Linked DNA regions of Gossypium hirsutum: region 2 is linked to region 1. The links are chromatin contacts, called in public Hi-C maps. All regions are on one chromosome and are shown on one strand. The core of a region is the stretch at or near the end of the contact, and the rest is flanking DNA. Distances in the headings are between cores, read along the strand shown.

The links. Hi-C and Micro-C count contacts between places; a contact is called where the count stands out from the background.
Region 2: a contact with region 1 is called in a Hi-C map of leaf, with 2.4 times the contacts expected there. The contact joins the promoter of LOC107894025 here to the promoter of LOC107894024 in region 1. A contact is called at or near these places in 10 of 34 Hi-C or Micro-C datasets (callus, hypocotyl, leaf and 1 more).

Annotation. Positions count from the first base shown.
Region 1 is chrA13:14,244,816-14,251,768 of Gossypium_hirsutum_v2.1, forward strand. It overlaps LOC107894024 (pheophytinase, chloroplastic), which reads left to right and starts at 3,423. Exons shown (of 6, transcript XM_016819213.2): 1 at 3,423-3,989; 2 at 4,071-4,182; 3 at 4,276-4,369; 4 at 5,377-5,554; 5 at 5,626-5,695; 6 at 5,787-6,249. The coding sequence starts at 3,619. The coding sequence ends at 6,098.
Region 2 is chrA13:14,482,449-14,490,300 of Gossypium_hirsutum_v2.1, forward strand. LOC107894025 (ankyrin repeat domain-containing protein 2A) reads left to right here and starts at 1,259. Exons shown (of 8, transcript XM_041084965.1): 1 at 1,259-1,651; 2 at 1,985-2,187; 3 at 2,858-3,070; 4 at 3,190-3,338; 5 at 3,439-3,607; 6 at 3,683-3,775; 7 at 4,448-4,587; 8 at 4,676-5,061. The coding sequence starts at 1,618. The coding sequence ends at 4,775.

The sequences.
Region 1 (6,953 bases), core at 2,173-4,672:
ATTATGTCAATATCATACTTAAATCTAACCCGACTTAACCTACAAACACCTTTACTTTAAAATCATAATTTTCATAATGAGATTGAAACAGGGAAAAGAATAATCCAATTGTTTGACTAGTACTAAAAGTTAGAGATATTGATTGAATTGCTACTAATAATCATTAAAAATGGATGACTGAAATTGTTTAAACCAAATGTAGCTAAAGTTTGGGATCGTTCTTTAATTTTGATGTATTAAACCCAAATTTGTTTTAAATTTTAGCTCAAATTCTTTATGTTTACCTTTGAAAAGAAAAGACTAAAATTTTAAAAACAAACGACAAACGAATAGAATTCTTCGCTTTTCTTTTTTATTTGTAACTTTATTTCAAAGCTTTACTAAAATTAATTTAGTAAGCTTTGCAGAGCCGCCTAGGGCACAAAATTGGAAGGGCTCTAAAAATTTTCAACTTTTAGAATAAAAAAAAAGAAAATTCAAATTAAAATAAATTTATTAAATGATTAATGTTTTCAATTTTTCACCATAAATACTTCATCTCTTAAACCTCTAAAATTTTTTAGCTTTTATTATATTTAAATTTTATAATTGTTTTTAAAAAGAAATTTAATTTATTGTTACGCTTAGGGCTCCAAAAATGTGAAGAACGAGCTTAAAACTTAGGAAAACTTTTACCAATTTAATGTCAATTTTTTTATGGTTTGTTTGGGTGAGAAATTTATAAGAGAGATTTAATTTGTATCCAGGTTTTCAAATGCCTAAAAATGAATTTACTTTTTTGAGTAAATATATTAGAGAATTTCAAAACTTATGAGTAAATTTCAATAGAGAATTTTAATTGTTCAAATTCATTTTTAAATTTCATCTAAAAAGGTGGTTTTTCAAAATTCCTCATAATTTTATTTGATTAATTACACATAATTTCGCTATAAGATGAAAACTTAAACTTCAAATTCAAAATTTATTTTATTTAATTATAGTATATACTTTAAATTTTATTTTATTAAAACTATTTATAAAAGCTTACAAATATAATGATATTCAAATTGAATATTTTTTATATTATTTGTTTTTAATATAATTATTTTTTAATTTGTAAAATTCCATTAACCTAATCTTTTCTAAATAAATTATTTATCCAAACAAAAAAAAATTGCAAATCTTAACATTTTGAATTGATGAATTTTAAAATGTATTTTAAAAGTCTCAAAATTTTTAAGATTCTTTATCCAAACACACTCTTAAAGTTTACTTTTTAAAATTTTGGCATAATCTAAAATATTTTGGCAAACCCTTGTAAAATTTGATAAATCTTTCAAATTTTCAGTAAATTCTTAAAAATTTTGGTACAAAAAAAATTATAGAAATTTCAATAAATTCTTAAAAATTTTGATATAATATTAAAAAATATGATATACCAAATGTTGAATGGATCAAGTTTCAAGAAATTTTCGTATAACGTTAACAATTTTGATAAACCCAAATGTTGAATGGGTAAATCTGACTCTAAGGAAAAGTTTAAAATATACCTTAAAATATTTGGTAAAGCCTTAAGAAATTTGGTATAACTTATACAAAGACAGCTGCATGGGTTGAGGAAAAATTGTGATAAATCCTATGGAAATGCTATTCTTAGAAATTTTGGTAAGTCCTAAGAAATTTTTGTATAAATTTAAAATTTTTGGTATACTAAAATGTTGAATGGATCAAGGTTAGGACCCTAATTTAGAAATTTTTTATATAACCTTAAAAATTTTAGGAAATTCTTAAAACTTTTGGTATAGTTTTAGATATTTTGGTGTGACCTTATAAATTTTGGTACACAAAAAGTTTCAAGGAAAAGCTTTTGAAATTTTGGTATAATCTTAAAGATATTAGTAAATCTTAAAAAAATTTGGTAAATCCTTGAAAATTTTTATAAAAAAAATCAAATTTTGGCATAGAAGAAATTCTATGGAAAATGCATAGAAATTTTGGTAAACTTTTTGAAATTTTAGTATAAATTAGAAATTTTGATATACTAAAATGTTGAATGGATCGAATCTAAGACCCTTAGGAAAAACTTTAGAAATTTTGGTAAACCATTTAGTATATCCTTAAAAATTTTAATAAATTTAAATATTTTGATATAATTTTAAAAATTTTGGTATATTAAAATGTTAAATGGGTCAAGTCTGAGACCCTAAGTAAAAGTTTAAGAAATTTTGATATAACTTTAAAATTTTTGATACATCCTTAAAAATTTAGCTATAACTTTAAATATTTTGATAAGTATTTAGAAATTTAGGTTTAAGTATATTAAGACTGGTGCATGGGTTGAGGAAACAATTTGATAAATCCTATGAAAAGTTAACTTTAGAAATTTTGGTACACCAAAATGTTGAATGAGTCGAGTTTGATAAGTAAGGAAAAACTTTAGAAATTTTGGTAAACCCCTTGATAATGTTAGTATAACCTAAATCCTTAAAACTTTTCTATACAAGAAATTTTGGTAAACCCTTAAATTTTTTTTTAAAAAACCATTAGAAATGATATAGCTTTAAAATTTTTGGTAAGTACAATTAAGTTTTGGTATATAGAAAATTCTTAGGAAAAATCATAGAAATTTTGGTATAACTTTAGAAATTATGGTGTATTAAAATATTCAATGGGTCGAGTTTGGAACTCTTAGAAATAACTTTAGAAATTTTAGTAAACTCTTAAAAATGTTGGTATGGTATAGATTTTTTTTTTTAGATTGTAAGGAGTTTTGATATAAACTTTAAAATTATGGTATGCCAAAATATTGAATGGATAAGTTTAAAATTTTAAAAGAAAAATTTTAACAATTTTTTATTATCTTAAAATTTTTGTATAACGTTAGATATTTTGATAAATATTTAGGAATTTTGATAAACTTTTAGAAATTTGGTTTAATTTTAAAATTTTCATAAACCTTTAAAATTGTAAATTAGGTATGTAGAAAATTCCAAAGAAAACCCTTAAAAATTTTGGTTTACAAAAATATTGAATGGGTTGAGTTTGTGACATTTAGGAAATGCTTTAGAAATTTTGATAAATTGCAAATAATTTTAGTATAAGTTTAGAAATTTTGGTATATTAAAATATTGAATGGAAAAGATTAATAAATTTTGGTATAAAGGGAGGGCATGTAAAATTAACATAGTTTTATGTCATCTCATAATTTTTTCTTTCATTAATATTTTAATAATTTAATACATTCGTACCAATATAACAATATTAATATTAATTAAATTAAAATTCAATGGGCACTAAACTTCTTATATATATGGTTATTTTTGTTTAATGTATGAATATGTACATATATTTTTAGAAAATAAAAGTAATTTAATGTAAGCTTTCATTGTATAAAAAGTCCATAATTTTTTTTTTACAAATTACTAAAATTTAATAGAATAATTGTTTTTCGAAAAAAAAATCTAAATATTTTAGCTTTTATCAATTATGTAAAATTTAAAACAGTGTTGAAGATAGTGAGAGGTGGGAGCAATCCGAAGTCCAAATGCAACCAATACCACACACAACTCCCCCCATATGGCAAAGGAATGAAATTTGAGTGGAACAAAAATAACAAACAGTTGAGTGGTGGGAATAAAGATGGCGGCTGCCACGGTTCTTCATGTTGTGGCGGCGGCTTTTCTCCGACCGCCGCATTCGCTGCCGCGGACGAAGGCTAAAGAACCCAGACTGAAACCAGGACTTGCTTTCCCTCACCTTTACGATAACAAGCTTCCCGTTCTCGGTCGTGGCTATGGTGTTGGTAACCGTAGTTTCATCACTTGCTATGTTGACCCATCCACTGAGTCTCGTGTCAGCGTGTTAGGGGTGAGTCAGATAAAGGAGAAATGCAGTAAGTGGCAATGGAAAGGTCGGTACTCCATCAATTACTTTGTTTCCTCATCATCTTCTACCAACCCTCCTTTGCTTCTCGTTCATGGATTTGGTGCCTCCATTCCCCATTGGCGAAGGTACCCAAACTGGAAATATCGTTGCTTTTCATTTATTTTGAAATGATTGCAGTATTTGAACTGGGTTAACAATTGTTGTAGGAATATTGACACATTGGCTCAGGATTACACTGTTTATGCTATTGACCTTCTGGGTTTTGGTGCATCAGATAAGCCCCAAGGTTTTTCATATTCCATGGAAGCTTGGGCTGAGGTATATTTCACTACAACCCAAGCTCACAAAAACATGGCGTTTAACTGTTTTAATCAAAATTAATCCTTCTAATCTCAATATTATTGTTCACAGTTGATACTAGATTTCTTGAATGAAGTTGTTCAGAAGCCTACTGTGTTGATTGGAAACTCTGTGGGAAGTCTTGCTTGTGTGATAGCTGCCTCAGGTAGTTAAAACACATAGTTTAAATCCATATATAATTTTTTTTGATGATTATATTGCTAGATACCGAACCAAATTCTACTTAGCAATTAGTTATCAATGATTACTTGCTAATTAAGTTTATTTAATACGTAAATATTTATATCATGTAAGAAATCTTAGAGAATAAGATTTCTTGATGATCAAGCAATAGGATCTTAGGTCAGAATTATGAGATAGATGTAATTTCTATGGCATATTTGTGTAGGAAATGAGTTTTGTAGGGTTGTGAGAAAGAGTTTAGTAAAATATTGGGTTAATGGGGCAAAATGTATTTCATGTGTTTAAACCTAGAGAGCGTAGAAAACTGGGCTTGTTTTGGGGCTCAGGATTAGTATTTGTGTATTGCGTGTTTTGAACCCGTTGTAATCCTTGTGTTTATAGTGGAATTTTTTTCCCTCATCCCTCAATGTAGGCAACCGGAACCGAATCATCTCTTGTAATATCTATGGGGTCTCTGTATAGGAAATGAGTTTTGTAGGGGTGTGAGGAAGAATTTGGTAAAATATTGGGTTAATGGGGTAAAGTGTATTTCAAGTGTTCAAACCTAGGGAGCATAGAAAACTGCGCTTGTTTTTGGGCTCGAGTTTAGTGCTTGTCTATTGGGTGTGAGGAAGAGTTTGGTAATTTCTGTGGCATCTTTGTATAGGAATGACTTTTGTAGGGTCGTGAGGAAGAGCTTGGTAAAATATCGGGTTAATGGGATAATGTGTTTCCATGTGCTTAAACCTAGGGAACATAGAAAACTGGGCATCTTTTTGGGGCTCAGGTTTAGTGTTTGTCCATTGAGTGTTTTGAATTCTTTGTAATCCTTATGTTTATGGTGGAGTTTTTCTCTTATCCCTAGATGTAGGCAACCAGAAGTGGAGCATGTTAAATATTATCTCTTGTGCGTATCATGTATTCCATGTTGATCTCGCGTTTGATTGTGTTTCCACTTACAAATTTCTAATGTATATTGTGTGGAACAAGAATCTAGTCAAAACCTGGTTCGAGGGATTGTGCTGTTGAATTGTGCTGGTGGGATGAACAACAAGGCAATTGTTGATGATTGGAGGATCAAACTCCTCTTACCTTTGCTTTGGTTGGTTGATTTCTTATTGAAGCAAAGACGAATCGCCACGGCCGTCTTTGAGCGCGCCAAGCAAAGGTATTCTATTTGGTTCAACCATCTTCCTGTACTGATATTCATTGCTACTCATCCAGTTGTCTTTAATGCAGAGATAATCTAAGAAACATTTTGTTATCTGTTTATGGAAATAAAGAGTCCGTTGATGATGAACTAGTTGAGGTACAGCAATCAATCTCCTTGAGTTACCGCCTACGGTTCCTTATTAACACGAACCATTTAAACTTGATAATAATGTTCTTTTACAATGCAGATCATCAATGGACCAGCGAACGATGAAGGTGCTCTCGATGCCTTTGTCTCGATTATAACCGGTCCACCAGGGCCAAACCCTGTGCAATTGATGCCGAGAATCAACTTACCTGTCCTAGTTTTATGGGGTGATCAAGATCCTTTCACCCCTATAGATGGGCCTGTAGGTAAGTACTTCTCTTCCTTACCTTCGAAATCGTCGAATGTAAGCCTTTATATGTTGGAAGGTGTAGGGCATTGCCCCCATGATGATAAACCTGACCTAGTTCATCAAAAGTTGCTTCCTTGGTTGGCTCAAGTTACTGCTTTGTGAGCAGCCATTGATGTAATTGCTAGAAATTGGTGGCCATTTGTATAGTAGATTTTTGATCCAAGGAATATATATATATATATATGTATAGCAATGATATGTCATGTATATGTTGCATTGACGCTTAGCCTATAAATAAGTGTCAATTTCTTTACTATTTACCTTTTAGAATTTCTTCATTTGACATTTGAAAAAATTCATAATAGATGGATTATAGTTTAAAATGATTTTATATATTGTATGAAAGATAGAAATAATAATCTTTTATAGAAACTCTAAATGATTTTATATATTATTTTTTAAAAGTCATTCGTTCCATTAGTCAGATGAATCTACTTATATCAATTAGTCATTCTTTCACGTTATGCTGCTCATTTAGGGGGGTTAGGTCCATTCATTTATCATTTCTTGACCAAGGCTCTAAACACTCAAATCTGGTCTCTATAACATTTCACTTTACTAAATCAAGGTGAGAACAAAAGTATTACGAAATTTCTCTTCACTAATTACTTACATGGCGTCTCAATATTAAATTTTATTTTAGTACCTTATTATTATCTTTTATTCACATATAATTTCACTTATTACTGTTTTTTTTGGTGAAAAAGATATTACAACGCAAGTATTAAACATTAAAAAAACATCATCACATAATTCTCATTAACCAACTGCAACCTCGATTCTCTGTTTCGCCTAACCTGGACAATCGTGTCTGCGATTTTATTTTCATCTCTAGGAATATGTTGAAGATTTCAATGGCTTAGAAGCTTCAAAAACAAAAGTATTCTTCTTACTAAAGTAGAATTAGAGTCTTCACGAACTCCTTTATGAATGATTTTAACAGCTTTAAAATTATCT
Region 2 (7,852 bases), core at 9-2,508, 240 kb after region 1:
ATTTATATACTTTAATTTTTGACATAATTTAATACGTCTACTTTCATAATGTAATTAGCTAGTCCAAATAGTTTATATTGTTAACTATTTCATTTAAAATGCTAACACCATTTTTTTTAAATAGTATAATTCCAATAGTAAAACAAATTTCTATCATGATGATTCGAACAAGAGCTTTCAAGAAAAAAATCTAATAAGTATTTTCAACGTTATTTTTATATGACTATCAAGTGATTTTTTTTAATTTCAAAATGTTACATCAGATAATATAATAGAACAATTTCAACAATGGTAACAACTAGACCTAAATTTTTAAATTCAAAAAAATAGAGGATTATAAAAGTACGGAGACTAAATTTCAAATTAATGTACGAAGTGTATAGAGAATTTAGAGCATATTTTAACCTTTAAATTTACTCTATAATTTGATACAAATAAATAATTAACGCAACGCGAAACATGAGGTAACAACTATACTAATTAAAGAATTATTTTCTATGTACATTAATATATATATACATTAAAGAAATTGTAAGTGATTGTCGAACTTCATTTTACATATACTTCTGTAATAATTATATATATTTATATTTCAAAAAAAAATTCATGTTTTAAAATAAATCTCAATTTTATTACTTAAATTATTATAATCATTTTAAAATAGATTTAAGCTAAAGGTACTCATAAGTCGGGTTAGGCCCATGTAACGTATCTAGATAAATTTTTGAAGTCTAGACTCGACCTAAAATATGGGTTTGTTTTTTTGTTCAAGCTCGACTCAATTTAATAAAGGTAAACTCAGGCCAAACCCACCCCCGACCCTTCCATATTTGATTTCTCTAAAATTAGCTTTTATTTAAAACTATTTTTTTAAAAAATATAATACATTAAATGTACAAAAAAAGTTAAAATAAAAATTTTCTAACACATTTAAAATACATTAAAACATATTTACATTAAAAAAACACTACCATAAATATAATAAATATTTTATTGTATTAAATATAATTTTTTAAATTATATATTTTGGGTTATATTATTTAGTTGAGTAATTTTTTTAGGTTCTACGTAATTAAATTAATTGTTATTAAATTAATGATTTAATATAAATCTAATATAAATATATATAATTATTATTTAACTTATTTAATTAATATATATTTTCATAACATAATATATCACAAGTTTAAGTTAAGATCAAAAAAATCTTATACAATACTCTAATATAAAAAAACGGAATTTAAATTTTACCTAAATCCACTTTTTATATTTTTATCGAGATCTTTTCAAGTTGGGACTTGAGCAGGTGTCCATGACCAGCTATAATCCGAGCCGAAGCATTGCCACTTAGGTCTAATTTTTGCTTTAGTTATTATTAGAGTTTGGCTATATAAATTAAGCCTCTTTGGTCCTTAGGTTCCCCGTACTGCTACTGTGCCTTACTTTATCTCAGAAAACAAAGAAAAGAAAAGGGTTTTCCTCCATTTTCTATTTATCTTTTTCATTTCGAATTTAGGGAAAAAATGGCCACTTTCATCGAATTTCCAATCTAATTTCCCATTAATATTTTTTATTTTAAATTCTCGTTTCTAATTTTTTTTTTCAGTCATTTCAACCATGGCTTCCAATTCGAAGAAGCCCGCTACTGCTGGTAAGCATAATCTCAGATTCCTTTTCTTTACCGGTATTTGGAATTTGTTTCTGAGATCTACCTGAGCTCCTTATGCTTAGTTTCTCAATCGTCGCTTGAATGAATTTACTGTTTTAAGCAATTTGTGCTTATTCATTTTTTATTACTTAGTTTAGGTCTTGAATTGATCTGATTTTTGAGATCCTATGTTGGGTTATAGCAATTGTGTTAGGATTTGAGTAATTTCAATTTGGTTGGGGTTAATGTGGATGAATCCAGATACGGGCTTGGTTTTGAAGTTAGTGAATTGATAAATTGATTATTATTTATGTTTTTTTCTCCTGTATTTGTTAGATGAGAAATCGGCTTTGAAAACGGAGAGCAAAAGTTCAAAGCCTGAAACATCCACCACTGAGAAGAAAACTTCAACACCTGAGCCTTCAACTGGGGGTTCACAGCCAGCACAAGCAGGGGCCTTCCCTCCCAACGCTATGCCTGGTCCTGGGTTTGCCCCACCCAATCCATTTGATTTCTCAGCCATGAGTGGCCTTCTTAATGTAAGCTTCTTGCCTTTTTATTTTGATTATTGTTTGGAACATGTGAACTTACTGATTCGGTCATCTTTTGATTGTCATAGCTCATCTTTTGCTACCTGCAGTGTTCTCAAGGCGGGTTTTTACCTTAGCACTAGACTACAAAAGCGCCTTAGAAACTTGCAGGCGAGGCCTATTCAATTAGGCGCATGCCTGGTGTGTCTAGGCGTGCTTTATTTGTCAGGCGATAGGCATAAAAAAGCATGCTTTATTTTTTCACTTTTTCCATTAGATATACCTTTATTAGTAAGAAATGGATAGTTCAAAATCTGTATTTTCCTATATTTGAGTATTCAATGGCAGACATGGACCATAAGTAAATCATGCATATCGACCAATAGAAAAAAAATTGCATGTCTGTAGATAAACTGGATTGCATTTTAGAGTTTATTACATATCTTAAACTACATACATATATATGTATATATGTGCACACATACAAGAACTCAGAAAGTACATATTGTGGTTTATTTGGCTAGTTTTTTCATGCCTTGTGCCCTTGACAACACTGGTAGTAGAACATTTAAGGCTTTTGGTTAGTCTCTTTAATTGACTGTTTCAGCGGTGAATGTAATTGCTGAGAATTGACAGTCAAATTTATATCTTATGGAAGTTAACCATCTTGGTTTGTTAGGATCCAAGCATCAAGGAACTAGCTGAGCAGATAGCCAAAGATCCTTCATTTAATCAAATGGCAGAGCAGCTCACTAAAACGTTTCAAGGGGCAGCAGCTGAAGAGACCACGCCGCAGTTTGATCCACAGCAGTATTATTCTACTATGCAACAGGTTATGCAGAATCCCCAGTTTATGACCATGGCTGAGCGCCTTGGTAATGCATTAATGCAGGTATATCTGGGCCCAGTAGCTACTTTCAGTGGATTCATGATTCCTGTGGTCCTATTTTCTTATATTACATTACATGCATCACTTCTGGTAGATGAAATTTTAGTTTTGTCTTTCTTCAGGATCCAGCTATGTCTACCATGCTTGACAGTTTGGCTAATCCTCAACAAAAGGACCAGATTGAGGAAAGGATGGCACGTATTAAAGAAGATCCATCTTTGAAGCCTATTTTGGAAGAAATAGAAAGTGGTGGTCCCGCAGCAATGATGAGGTCAGCGATAAAAGCTTGTTGGGGCATAACATTTTCTTCTTTAGATTATACATTCTATTATTTCTTCAGTAAATTAATCGAGAAAGGTTTTATCGTCCAGGTATTGGAATGATAAAGACGTCCTGCAGAAGTTGGGTGAAGCAATGGGTCTTGCAGTTACAGGAGATGCAGCCACTTCTGCTGGTAATTCCGCGGCAGATGAAGAGGATGAAGCAGGAAATGAGGATGAGTCAATTGTACATCATTGTGCTAGTGTTGGTGATGTTGAGGTATGGCAGAATGAATGTTTCGTACATGTGTTCTTCCCCTTTGACAGATAATCTTGACTGTTTTCACGGTTTTAGGGTCTGAAAACTGCACTATCCTCTGGTGCTGACAAGGATGAAGAAGATTCAGAGGGAAGGACAGCATTACATTTTGCATGTGGGTATGGCGAGGTAATAAACAATTTTAAATCTGAATCAGTCCTCTCTCTTCCTCTCTATGCAGTTGCATTATCTGACAAATGAATTAGTTTCATCTTACAAGGAAAAAGTTGGTGTGGAAAGTCATTTAGTTTTAATCTATAACTGTCTACAAATGTCCAACACCACCACAGTTGTTAATGCACTAAGGGCCTCTTAATAGCCTGGTTGAGTGTAAGTTTTAGGACGCACAAATATTGAACCTGATAACAGACTGCCATAGCAGTTTGGGATGTAGTAGGACTTGTATTAAAACATCCTTTTATTTGTAGTGTCTCATCTTGGGATCTTTGCAACGGGGAAAACGTTTATATTGCTAGTACATATCCAGACACAAAAAAATCAGGCTTTGTTATTATTATCTGATCTTAGTGTATCATGGAATCTGTTGGCTACTAAGCAATGCTTGTTTCTTGTTTTAACAGTACTTATTGCCATGTAGTGGGCGTGTTTATTACATTTCCTTTAATAAATGATAGGTTTATTTCTTCTGAGAGACATTGGTTCTACCAAATCAGGACAATGAAGTGAATAACAGAAAAAGAAAAGAAAAGATATAATCTAGCAGTTCACATGAGTTTGTCTGAGATTAAATTATTGGTTTCTTTGGCAAGCTTTAGGTTACGATTTTTGGTTTTATTTCAGGTGAAATGCACTCAAATCCTTCTTGAAGCTGGGGCAAAAGTGGATGCTCTGGACAAGAATAAGAACACTGCCCTCCATTATGCAGCTGGCTATGGAAGGAAAGACTGTGTGGCCCTTCTACTCGAGAATGGTGCTGCTGTGTAAGTAACAAAGTGACTTGGTTTAACATCGATACCAACCTGACCTCTTATGAGTGCATAACTACATTTTCTTTCATATTGACTGCAGCACTCTCCAAAACATGGACGGCAAGACTCCCATCGAAGTTGCCAAGCTCAACAACCAGCACGAGGTACTAAAATTATTGGAGAAGGATGCGTTCCTTTGAAGCGTGAAGTGGTGGGGATGCGAATGGTATGTGTATGTTTGGGTCTTAGCATGTTTGTTATAGGCATTTGATTTTATTACCCAGCTATTGGACAAAGTTGGTTGTAATCATGGCTGAACGGCATGATATGCTGTCTTTGCTTTTGCCTGGTTGCCTACGTTTTGCAAATTTTATTTAGTGGGTTTTTTTTTTAAAAAAAAGAATCATTTCCTGAAATAGTTTCTACATGGAAATAATGGGAATATGTGGACCAGAGAAATTTTATTTAAGAATTCTTTTCAAGTCCTGTAGGCATTCAGTTGAATTGATTTTACTTTTTGTTAAGAGTTAGAACTCACAATTCCAAAATCCAATTTGATTTTAACTTTTCAAATCCGAAACAATTTAAATTGATAATTTTACTCCCAATTAACACCTCTGATTTATGTTTTTCAATTTTGATACCCTTTGAAATTTGCATCAATATTTGTGCAATCCAAACACAATGGTGGGAGATTTCCTAGAATATAAAACTGCATTTAGCAGTTTGAAATTCCATCTTATGATTACATTTTTTCTTTATTTAATTTTATATGAATTAATAGATAATTCAAAACATGTAAACATTTTTAAGTGAAAATTAAAAAAATTTCCCTTGAAATATGTATAGGGATTGTTAATTTCTTTATTCATTTTAGGATAAAATTATACCATTTACCTGTAACATTGTGAAGTTTAAATTTGACACTAAATCATTTTAAATTATTATAAAATAAAAATATAATTACACTTTTCTTTTACGAATGCATAAAATGATACTTCAAATTTTTTTAAATAAATCATACATAATTTTATCCTCAAGAAAGTTTTCATTGTAAGTTATTGAATGTGTTTATAAAATTAAGTTTTTGAAAATATCAATTTTCATTTGACATTTTATCAAATAAGGTTTCAGTTAATTTATTTTTAATTTTTACTTAAAATAATAAATAAATTTTTCAGTGATATAATTAGTTAATTTATTAAAATGTTTAAACAAAATTTTAAATTGAAAATATATTATAATTTTAAATATTATTAAAATATATAAAATAATATAACAATACATCTCTATTTTTTTTAGGTATAATAATAATCTTTATAGTATTGTCTTAATAGTCATTTTCACTTCACCACGACTCTTGCGTTTACTTTTATCATTAATTTTAATCCTATCGTTACAATAATTAATCTTGCTATTACTTCTATTTTTAATCTTGCCTGAGCTAACCTTATCGTCCATTCAATAGAGCCTTAATGCTTTCAAGAGATTTAGGTTTATATAGAGTTTTAAATTTTAAGTTTATGGATTATATTTAAATAAAATTCTTATATTTATTTATAAATTTCTAGTATTTTTTATTTCACAAGATTTTTTTTTTGATGAAAGGAAAATGAATAAAATCAACTACATAAGACAACCATTATCTTTGTCTTTCTGTAACAAATCAATAACTTCCTTAGGAGCTTCATCAAAAACTTGTAAACTTGATTTCCAGCTCAGGCCAAGTTTAGCGAGACGATCTGCCACCAAATTTCGATTTCTTGGAATATGTTTAATCTTCCACTTTCCTTCCGTCCTCATGATGCGCTGAGACCTTCTGAGAACAGTAATCCCTGAATCCTCCAAATTCAAGTCAGACAAGATTGGGCAACTTCAAGATTATCAGTTAAAATTGAAATTTGCTTGAATCCCTTATTAAGCAAAATGAGTATTCCATCAAGGATGCCCCAAACTTCAACTTCAAACGGAGAGCAAACTCCTAAAAAGCGAGAGAAACCCACTATCCAATTTCCTTCATGATCTCTAGCTACGCCTCCTAAAGCAGCATATCCAGAGTCCTTGGCCATAGCTCCATCCGTGGAAAGAATAACCCAGGAATTATTCGAGATATTTTCCGAACTCGATCTGAGATTATTCCTTTTATTATTCCCCATGCGTGTTTCATATTGTCGAGCCCAGCAACTAGAGTTCTTCACCACCTCAGCTACTGACCAGGAAAGATTCTGGAAAATAAAAAGGTTTCTATATCTCCAGATATGCCACGCAATTAATCCAAATAAAAAAGGTCAAGAGAGTCCACTGTCCTGCAATCTTTCATGAAAACAAATGTTAAGTGAAACCCAATAAGGAAAGGGAGAAGAAAAGAACCTTTGTTTAAGTTGATCTGGAAGTACAAGCATCTACACTTCCTTCTCAAAGGAGCAGTCTCGGAGAGCTTGAGCCAAATCTTCAGTCGCATGTCTACATAAAACACATAAAATACAATGGCCAACACCTCTTCTAACATGCTCTTAATTAGTAAGTAGTTTTTGCTGATAAATCAACCAGAGAAAGACTCTAACTCTTTGAGGTCCCGGATATTTCCAAATAGCCTTCCATTGTTTGTCTGAAGGATTCAAGTAGGCTCTTTTAAGGCCCAATAAGCGCTATGAATCGAAAAAGCCCCTGAGGTTGATCGAGCCCAAATAACCCAGTCTGAACCAGAATCAAAATGTGGGGGAGGAATACTAATGATCCTAAAGATCACATCTTCAGGTAGCCAAACACGAAACATCTCCAAATTCCAGCTTCTATCCAAATTGAAAAACTCCCTAACACGACAGTTAAGATCAAGGTTAGTATAAGATGGAATTTTAGAGATTAAAGAAACCATACCTGGAATCCAAGAGTCTTTCCAACATGAGACAGTAGTGCCATTACTAAGAGACCACATATGATTTTCACGGAATAACGGTCAAATCTTAGAAAGAGATCTCCATAAATTGGAACATTGATTCCTATTAATCTACTCCGGAAATTGCTCTTTCCAACTATACTTGGATCAAATGACCCTAACCCAAAGTGCATCATCCTTGGAAACAAGGTTAAGCTCAATTTTCATGAGAAAAGACTTATTTTAATCATCTAAGTATCTGAAACTAAGGCCACCTTGAGCTTTGGGCTGACAAATAGAGTCCCACCATACAAATGTCATTTTGGAGTGCCCATCAGTACGACTCCAGATAAACTGTCTGACCAGTTTCTCAATCTCTAAGCATAAGCCTTTCGGGATCAT